Linked DNA regions of Mus musculus: regions 2 and 3 are each linked to region 1. The links are chromatin contacts, called in public Hi-C and promoter capture Hi-C maps. All regions are on one chromosome and are shown on one strand. Each heading gives the region's core, a stretch centred on a gene start, on an enhancer-like site or on the middle of the called end of the contact. The rest is flanking DNA. Distances are from core to core; before and after follow the strand shown. Region 1 overlaps Tor3a (torsin family 3, member A). Region 2 overlaps Gm30568 (a long non-coding RNA gene). Region 3 has its middle 11 kb from the start of Gm39685.

Region 1 (2,940 bases), core at 116-2,615:
CTCACATTTGATACCAATCATCTCTGGCTGTGCTCTTGGCAAGGCTGTATGTATCTGAGTTGACCACTTACCTGCAGCCTCCATGATCTCAGCCTGAAGGGGCACCTCCAAGTGCTGCGTCGTAATTTCCTCCCTGGACCATCCAGCCTTAAGCAAACTCAGGACTACCTCATTGATGACACTGCCTCCGAGGTTGCTGAAAGAAACAAGCGCTTGTTAACAGCCGATTCCCACACTCACAACCCCCCAGGACAGTTCATCCCTAATGGAGGACACACTGAGCAGTGACAGACTCAAGGATGCCTCAGGACCACAGGCTTCAAGGCTCAGAAGGTAAGGATGAAAGCTAGACTACGGCTGAGGGAGGTGGCATGTATCCACTGAAGGCCAGAATGTAGGGTTGTGGCCCCACCCACTCTGTCCTAAGAATCTTGGTTAGGCTACAATGGGTTGTAGGAGATGGAGTAGAGGTAGAGAGAATTAGTTTGGAAAACAGTATTGGCAGGACCCTGCAGTTGGTGGACACAGGAGGTGCCTCTCTGGGCTGCACTCCCTTTCACAGAAGTGTGGAGCAAAAGCTTATTTTGCACTGCCTGTGTCCTCTCAGGCTAGGCACAGGAAGATGGCTGCACACTGCTAAGACAGGAGTGACACCACGAGGAGGCCGGGAGTAAGTGCTGGGGACCTGCAACCAGGACAGTTCATCCCTGTCTCAAGTTGGCACCCAGCTGAGCCTTGTCTGACTGCACAGCTGTGCCTTCACTTTCCCTGCTTAAGGCTCACAGAATGAGGAATGTCGTAAGTGAAGGATAGGGGGAGGCAGGCAGCAAACTAAACGGGGTCCAGCATCTCCTGTCCTCTGTCCTCACAAGGATCAGTGTCCTTGTTACCTCAGAGGAGTCACTCAGACCTTTGGAGCAGCCTGGCTTCAAACTCAGAGATCTCTTGCCTCTGCCTCCCCAGTGCTGGGATTTAAATGTATGTGCCACCACTAAACACCGGGCCGTTCCTATCTTTTTGATAATGTTGCATTTCAGTCTGTCCTGCAGATGACGTAGACTCACTACGTGCCCCTCCCAATCCCTAACCTGCCTCCCTAGCTAGGTGGGGCAGCATCCTTCCCCAGCAAACAAGTGAAGACCAGTGTGTCCCTCATAGCCACTGATTAACTGATTTCCAGCCTCCTGCTGGAAGAATCCAGTAAGAACAAGGGCATCCCCACTCCTTGCCCAAGCCCAGCTGCTCTGCCACACTTCCAGCCCTGCAGAAACTGCTTGCATCACCCGTCTGATCTCTGCACCTGCTGGACAGCCTGTCAGGTGGCCTTTGGATACATAACTGCATCAGCAGAGATTGCCCCATCTGTGTCTGCCACAGTAGCCCTGATTCCACAACCTGGACTCAGCGGCAAGCCTCTGGAGGACAGCAGGCCAGGGAGGTGGATCGATCAAGCCCCAAGGTCACAGACCCTAGTACAGTACCCTCTCAGTCCCAGGTCTACCTGACTGCCCCATGGGACACGGGCCCCACTCTGCATGGTTTCTGCGTATTTATCAACTCTATGCAGCTTTCTTCTGAACTGCTTGCACTGTCACCTACAGCCATGTCATCTTCCCACCACGTTACAGGTTGTACCTCTCACACAACAAAGCCTGGGAGCCTTCACTACCTGTCCAGTGTCTTCAGCTCAGCAGGGCTGCACTCCAGCACCTGCAGGCCAAGGTAGCTAGATGCTGAACTCCTCACCCTCCAAGCCCCTGCTGACTGAATACTGAAAGGACCACTGTCACAAGCTCCCATCACTAACGGTGAACTCTTCCCTAAACAACAGAGCTAGACTCAGTTTCTTCGCTGGTAAAATGAGAAACTGGGCCCAGACAAGCTAGGGGTGCTTCATCAGTGTGGAGGCAGTTAGTCAACAAACACCCACTGCACCCCACATGCGTCATTCATGAATAACTCACGTCCATATAGTTAGTTCTTCAAAGTCCTTTTGTTCATACCCTGACCACAGCTCAGAGAAAACAGACATTAGCAACCCTCTTCTGGGTGCGTGACGAGAGCACAGCAGCTCCAGGCCTGCCTTGTGACTCTGGGGTCTTCTACTGACGGACACAGGCAGAAATCAGTATTACTCTGAAACCAAGCCCTAAACAGTACTATCCCTGTCCTTGCTACTGAAAACTATCAGTACAGTTCAAGGGAACTGCATAGTGAACTCTAGACAGACCTAAAATATCCTCTAGAACCTAATGGGAGCAAAAGTTTCCCATAAGCATTACCTGAAGAGTGAGACCCTAGAGGAGACGGCAGGCATGCCATCAATAGATGCAGGAGGGACCAGGACCAGGATCATGTTCCACCTGGACTGTCGTCATCTCAGCTGGGTCCGCTGACTCATCACAGCTAGTCAGCCCTCCACTCTGCCCTGCTCCAGACCTGGCTGCCTCCCATCCTACTGTCAGCTTTACAGATAAAGCTTACTCTTGCAAAATCTTGGCACTCGAAAATGGCTTTTGTCAATGTTGGGCAAGCAAGCCCTCCTGGCTTCACCTACTTTGTCTGAGGTGCCACAGAGAACTGGCAGAAAAGCCATCAGTACCTCATTTCAACAGCAGGTCTCAGGTATATTTCAGGATTAAACTGCAGATCCAGTTGGCAGTGTCGGGGCTGGGAAGGGCTCAGTGGACAAACTATTTACTGCCTGTGCATAAAGACCTGAGTTCAGGTCTCCTGCAGCCCCATGAAGAGCTGTGTGACCTTAGAACTTCAGCTCTGGGGGCTTGCTGGCCAGCTAGTCTGTCCAATTCGGTGAGAGACCCCGTCTCAAAAAACAAGGTAAAGCCAACCAAGTCCGGTGGCACACACCTTTAATTACCTCAGGAGACAGAGGTACATGGATCTCTGAGTTACAGGCCAGCATACTCGACATACCAATTT
Region 2 (2,940 bases), core at 154-2,653, 420 kb after region 1:
AAGCGTGAAAACAACAGGCCAGGCTGGCCTGGTTGCTGCATTCTGTCTCCAGATTGTTAATGCCTTGCAAAGATTCCCTCCTGTACAGTGCATCCCGTCCCCAGGGTGGGGGAGGACAGCCACCCGGAGGGAGGTGCTGGTGACTCATTTCCCCAGAGATCACTCCTTGTGCTAGCAGGGCCATGATACCACATTGCTTTCATCATGCAAAAAATAAAACCCCCAGACTGGAAGTCTTGGCTCATCAGCCAACCTTCTATTCTATAAGGAAGAGCACGCTGCGAGAGAAAAGTACCCAGACAAGTGACTGTAAACTTTTACCCATAGATAAAGATATTGAGGCATTTTCTAATTAAAAAAAAAAAAAATCGCAGGCTGGAGGGATGGCTCAGTGGTTAAGAGCAGTGGCTACTTTCTCAGAGGTCCTGAGTTCAATTCCCAGCAACCACATGGTGGCTCACAGCCATCTATATTGGGATCCAAAGCCCTCATCTGGTTGTCTAAAGACAGTGACAGTGTACTCACATACATTAAATAAATCAATCTTTATTAGTCAAGGCCTGAGGCTGTAGCTGACTGTAGCTTATCCAGCATGTAGAAGACCCTAGCTTCCATCACCGCTACCCAACGGGGTTGGGGTGGAGGAATCTATTCTGATTCCTCAAAAGGTATGCTGAATAAAGAAATAGTGATTGACAGCCCTGAGGTCTGGGATTTCTGAGGCTCAGAGAACTGGAGGAGACACCTCTGGCTCAGAGCAAAACTGCGCTTAAGAAAAAGAATTGAAGTCCCAGGACACAGGTTCTGAGAATGGGAGGGAGCGGGGATTTCCTTACAGCAGGATTTGTCTGGTGTTGGAGGTCTCAACACTAATAAGGATACTGTTTTCTGACGGGCTCACTCACTTGACCAGAGAGGCCAAGCAGGGGAGGAGGGGGAAGAGGGCGAGGAGGAGGAGGAGGAAGGGGAGGAGGGGGAGGAGGGGGAGGAGGGGAAACTGCCAGGGCTCAGGAAGGGGACAAAAAGGCTATAAATGGATCCAGAAGCGTCAGAACCCAGAGATGGTGCTCTGGAAGTAAGCGGTATACAGCCAAGAGATCAAAGCAAAAGTTGACCCTAAGGTCTAGCTTTGACTACAGATCCACTGTGTCATCTCACCCCATCACCCTCCTGAACCCACTTCTGGTCCATCTGAGGCCTGGGAAAACTAATGGTCTCCGTGACTGTTCTGTGAGACTCAAATCCAAGGGGGGGGGGGGGGGCGGAGACAGCTCTTCACTTGCCTACGACCCCAAACGCCTGTCTAGTGCTCGATTTAACTCACTGGCCCAGCCTAGCTAAAATCAATTCTGTAATCCCAGGACAGAGCGCAGGGGCCTGCGCCACCTCGTGGGCGATATCGGAACTGCATGCATGCCTTGATCCTGGCATTCTCCCAGGGCATACTTCAGGACACAACACATTAGAATAGTGGCCCAGAGCCGGGCGTGGTGGCGCACGCCTTTAATCCCAGCACTCAGGAGGCAGAGGCAGGTGGATTTCTGAGTTCGAGGCCAGCCTGGTCTACAGAGTGAGTTCCAGGATCAGCCAGGACTATACAGAGAAATCCTGTCTAGAAAAACCAAAAAAAAAGTGGCCCAGAACACACAGCACTATCATTCCTCTGGTTCTTATGCTAGGAATAAACCAATGTTATTCCTGAAACGCCTTCCCCTTGCCTCCAGGGAAAAGAAACGGCAGTGGCGGTAATGCCAATAGTACAGCTAGTGACACTTATGTCAATGGACTTCAAATTCTCACTACTTCCCATGTCCTAGGCCAGTTCACTGGCAGCCCAGGGTAGAGTTGGACGTCTTCAGGACTATTACTATTACTACATGGAAGCTTGCGGCTCTGGGTTAAACATTACACACAGGCAGCGATTAGTCTCCAAGCCGTCCTTGCCCTTTACTCTAGTCCTGGATGCCCATTGAGTGGAAGCGACTCATCCACACCTGCCTCCTGCAAGGGTGGCCATGCCAAGGGCTCCTGGCTTTTCTTTTTCAGCCTTCAAGAAGAGAAGGGTTATTCTACGTTGCTAACTTTGCCTACCTACGGGAACAGTGAAAAGAAGGGAATCCTCTCCTAGGCGGAGGATGCTGCCAGCTGGCACCGGAACTCAGGCAGCCACAAGTGCATCTCTGCAACACCCCAGTGTGCTGCAGCGCCACCTGGCGGCCAGAGTGGCACTCAGCGAGGAGAGCCGGCCTAGATCGCCACTCCACCTGGTATCCAGTTCTGCAGTGGGTGGGAGCCTCGGGAAGACTCATTCTGCTGTTTCAGAGGTTTGGGCCCTCAGAGGTGGGGCTGCGTCCTGAGGCCGTGGTAAAGCAGCATGGCATCTCATGGCAAAAGCTGGGGACCTTGGGTCTCCTTAAGAGTACACCCCAGTGATCCAAGCTCTTCCCCCAACCTCTGACCTCTCACGTGCTCATGCATACACGTGCAAACAAATGAACACATACAACGCGTGCGCGTGCGCGCGCGCGCACACATACACACACACACACACACACACACACGCGCGCGCGCGCGCGCGCGAAAGTCGTAGAGTCAGGTGAGGTTCGAATCGGAAGAATGGAAATTGCTGGTGAATTTGGGTGTGTAAATAAGGGAAGAAGAATCAAAGGACGGGTGGGATAGATTGTCCTGAGTGTTTTGAGTAGAACAAGCTGACACCCACTGTTAGCCGAATAAAATTCAAAACCCTTTGCACAGTTTTTAAGTCTTTAAATTTCAAAGCATTTCTATGAGCTAAGTATTATTGTCCCCATTCTACAGGTGAGGAAACTGAGGCACAGAAAGTTTGTATGAAGTCACACAGCTATCAACTGGAGAGATTACAAGAGAGTACTGCTACGTCAGGCTCCCTCTTTTGAAAAAATGCCAAACTACAATTAT
Region 3 (2,940 bases), core at 124-2,623, 320 kb after region 1:
GATGCAGAAAGTTCCCCTGGGGTAGATGATAAATGTCGCTACTACTCTTGTGTTAGGTGAACTCACAGAATGTTTTATAGTTGTTACTCTGCTTTCTTTTGGAAACAGGGTCTCTAATTGTAGTCCAGGTTGGCCTCAGACTTTTAATTCTTCCCTTATTCTCTTAAGTTCTGGGATCCAGGTTTGTAGGAGCACTACCAGGAGCACCACCAGGAGCACCACCAGGAGCACCACCTAGTCATTGTCATCCTTGTACTTTTTTTTTTTTTTTTCCCATGCTGAGGCAGGAGGACCTGCCTGCCTGAGGACAGGGGCAGTACCTAATGCCACAACTAGTTTCTAGAATCCTAGCATCAAGCACTCAGGTACGGATGGTAGACCAGTAGTACGGCATAAAATACCAGAGTCCTCTCTATCTCAGCCCCACCTTTTCTTGTGGGAAAGCAAAATGATCAGCTGGGGACTTTAGGGATTGAGGCTTCATTCTTTAAACCTCTGAAAGCAGAAACAAGAAGAGCCCCGGGGTGTACCACAGGGCAGGAATAGTTAAAACTAAAGGAAGTATTTATCTGTCTAACCCTTCGGCCTCACCAAGAAACACTACACATTTAAACCGGGCTTGCTCAAGGGGCCTTGAAGCTGACTGATCTTCCATTGGTCCTTGGGATGAGGGAGGGCAGAGGTTATACCAAATAATCCAGGCCCAGCCTATGTTAACTGGCTGCAATTGTTTGTCTGGTTGTCTTATTGGTTTTGTTTTGTTTTGTTTTGTTTTGTTTCCTTAGAGACATGGTCTCCCTATTATGTAGCTCTACCTGTCCTGGAACTTTCTTTATAGACCAGGCTGGCCACAAACTTACAGAGATCCTCCTGCCTCTGCCTTCCAAATGCTGGGATTAAAGGGCATGGGCTACCACACCTGGCAACTGGTTGTATTTTTAACTTTGTGTGTATGTGGCAAAATACATTTCCTGTTTAATCACATTAAGTAGGCAAGCCAATGGCGGTCATTACATTAATAGTGTTGATGACAAAGCTCATTTGCTTGCTCACCCGGCAGATCTGAGGGAAGGCTGTGGAACAGGAGCCAGTGTTTATGGAACAAAGCAAAGCTGCCTGGCTTTGTAGAACTTTCTTCATTTAGCACCGAGGGAGGAAAATAATAAACAGCAGAAATAAGAAATAAGTAGATTATGCGGCATGTTATCAGGTGATAAACTTGGTTAGTACTTGGGTACAGTGTGCCCAATATCTGCTGACCTCTGTGTCTTCAGATAGCCGAAGACCTTTGCCATCTCTTACCCGTTCCCCATTAAACCCAACCCCCTAGACTGTGGTTAAATGCAGACAGCTCTCTGGTTACTAAATACCCAACAGAGTCTGACTGGCAATGGAGACTGTCAATATCAAAGTGTAAAGGTCTCAACTACACATACACCGTATGCTTTCTTTCCCTGAACAGTTTTCACTTTCAGAACAGCTATTTAGACCCTGGATTCAAACAGAAAAACACGCCTTGTTCACGTATAACAGGATGCCTTTTAAAAAGGGGCTCAGTCGAAATACAAGCTTTTGTAATTTTAAGTTCGATTAAAAATAAAATTAAAAAAAAAAAAAAAAAGACCAGTGAGACGGCTCAGGGGATAAAGGGGACTGCCACCAAGCCTCTCATGTGTGCTCTCACACACACACAAATGTAATAAAACAAATTAAAAGAGACAATTGCAGTTTGAAAATTCTTTTCTTTCTTGGGATCCAGCTCAAGGGGAGGCCTGACACTATTACTGAGGCTATGCTGTGTTCACAGAAAGGGCCCTATCATGACTGTCCTCTGTAAGACCCAACAAGCAGCGGAAAGAGTCAGATGCAGATATTGACACCCAACCAATGGACAGAAGAAGCTGCTGACCACTGAGGTTGAATTAGGGAAAAGCTGGAAGAAGCTAAGGAGGAGGGCCACCCTGTAGGAGGACCAGGAGTCTCAACTAACCCAGACCCCTCCCCCCAAGATCTCTCAGATACTGGGCCACCAACTAGGCAGCATACACCAGCTGATATGAGGTCCCCCAACACCTAGACAGCAGACGACTGCTGGGTCTGGACTCAGAAAAGATGCACCTAACCTTCAAGAGACTGGAGGCTCCAGGGAGTGTGGAGGTCTGGTGGGGTGGGAGTGGAGGATGCGGACTTCTTGGAGACAGGGGTTGGGGGGGGGAGTGGAGGGGGTACAGGATGTGGACCAGTCAGAGGGTGGACCAGGAGGGGGAAAAAATCTGGACTGTAAAAAAAGATTAAATACAATAAAAAAAAAACTCTTTCCTTTCAAATATTTAAAGTAACAAAGAAGAGAAAGTGTGAGGACCAAGATGGGTTGTTATTATACTGTGCATGACAATGGGAGAGGACTCAAAGGAGCTTTCTTTTGTCAAGTGAAAGGAAGCTATCGACTGCTCCCTAGGAAGTGCTGAGCTTCTGAAGTACACAAGGAAAATGAGTGTGTGTCCATGTGCATGTGTTTGTATGTTTGCAAAAGTTTACTGTAAGCAAGCATGGAGAGGCGAGGAAGTCATATGTACACGAATATGAACCCAGCCCACACCTCGACCATAGTCAAACTTGGCGTTGCCAGCACATGCAGATAGACATCTATGTCTCCGATGTCTATACGCTGAAACAGACACATTGCTAGCGTAGCATCCCGGCCCCAAATGCATACCCTGCGAGAGCATCAGACAGACGAACTGAGGGACAGTCAGTAAGATAAATGACTGGATCTGTTTCTTTTTCTGAGGTAGAGTCTTATGCTGTTGCCCAGGCTACAGTACGTAGCCTATACTGGACTTGAACTAGTAGCAATTCCACCATGTCAGCGTCCCAAGCGCTAGGGTGACATACATGAGCCACCACACCCATCTCTGGTTTAACTTCTTTAAAAAAACA

What was found. Promoter capture Hi-C pulls out the DNA fragments that hold promoters and counts their contacts. Hi-C and Micro-C count contacts between places; a contact is called where the count stands out from the background.
Region 2: a promoter capture Hi-C map of liver shows a contact between it and region 1, with 4 times the contacts expected there. The contact joins two enhancer-like sites. A contact is called at or near these places in 10 of 39 promoter capture datasets (the 3T3-L1 cell line, the C10 cell line, the HPC-7 cell line and 6 more), 3 of 15 datasets of contacts at CTCF or cohesin (the NIH/3T3 cell line, embryonic stem cells and large pre-B cells), 18 of 484 Hi-C or Micro-C datasets (B cells, the CH12 cell line, the G1E-ER4 cell line and 9 more), 8 of 115 datasets of contacts at active chromatin or transcription factors (embryonic stem cells, pancreatic cancer cells and stem cell-derived neural progenitor cells) and 2 of 9 other capture datasets (embryonic stem cells and liver).
Region 3: a Hi-C map of liver shows a contact between it and region 1, with 2.8 times the contacts expected there. The contact joins two enhancer-like sites. A contact is called at or near these places in 1 of 39 promoter capture datasets (liver), 1 of 484 Hi-C or Micro-C datasets (liver) and 1 of 9 other capture datasets (adipose tissue).

What each region holds. Positions count from the first base shown.
Region 1 is chr1:156,656,401-156,659,340 of GRCm38.p6, forward strand. Tor3a (torsin family 3, member A) reads right to left here. Exons shown (of 6, transcript NM_023141.2): 5 at 72-196. Among named protein-coding and RNA genes, the nearest start is that of Tor3a, 16 kb to the right of the region's middle. Within about 2 kb of position 1,366, at least 30 of the 459 cell types and tissues checked have an H3K27ac peak or open chromatin away from gene starts, as enhancers often do. A contact at or near this core is called in liver, where this site is marked.
Region 2 is chr1:157,075,063-157,078,002 of GRCm38.p6, forward strand. All of the region lies in intron 1 of Gm30568 (a long non-coding RNA gene), which reads right to left. Among named protein-coding and RNA genes, the nearest start is that of Gm30568, 5.1 kb to the right of the region's middle. Within about 2 kb of position 1,404, at least 55 of the 459 cell types and tissues checked have an H3K27ac peak or open chromatin away from gene starts, as enhancers often do. A contact at or near this core is called in liver, where this site is marked.
Region 3 is chr1:156,977,513-156,980,452 of GRCm38.p6, forward strand. No RefSeq gene overlaps it. Among named protein-coding and RNA genes, the nearest start is that of Gm39685, 11 kb to the right of the region's middle. Within about 2 kb of position 1,374, at least 16 of the 459 cell types and tissues checked have an H3K27ac peak or open chromatin away from gene starts, as enhancers often do. A contact at or near this core is called in liver, where this site is marked.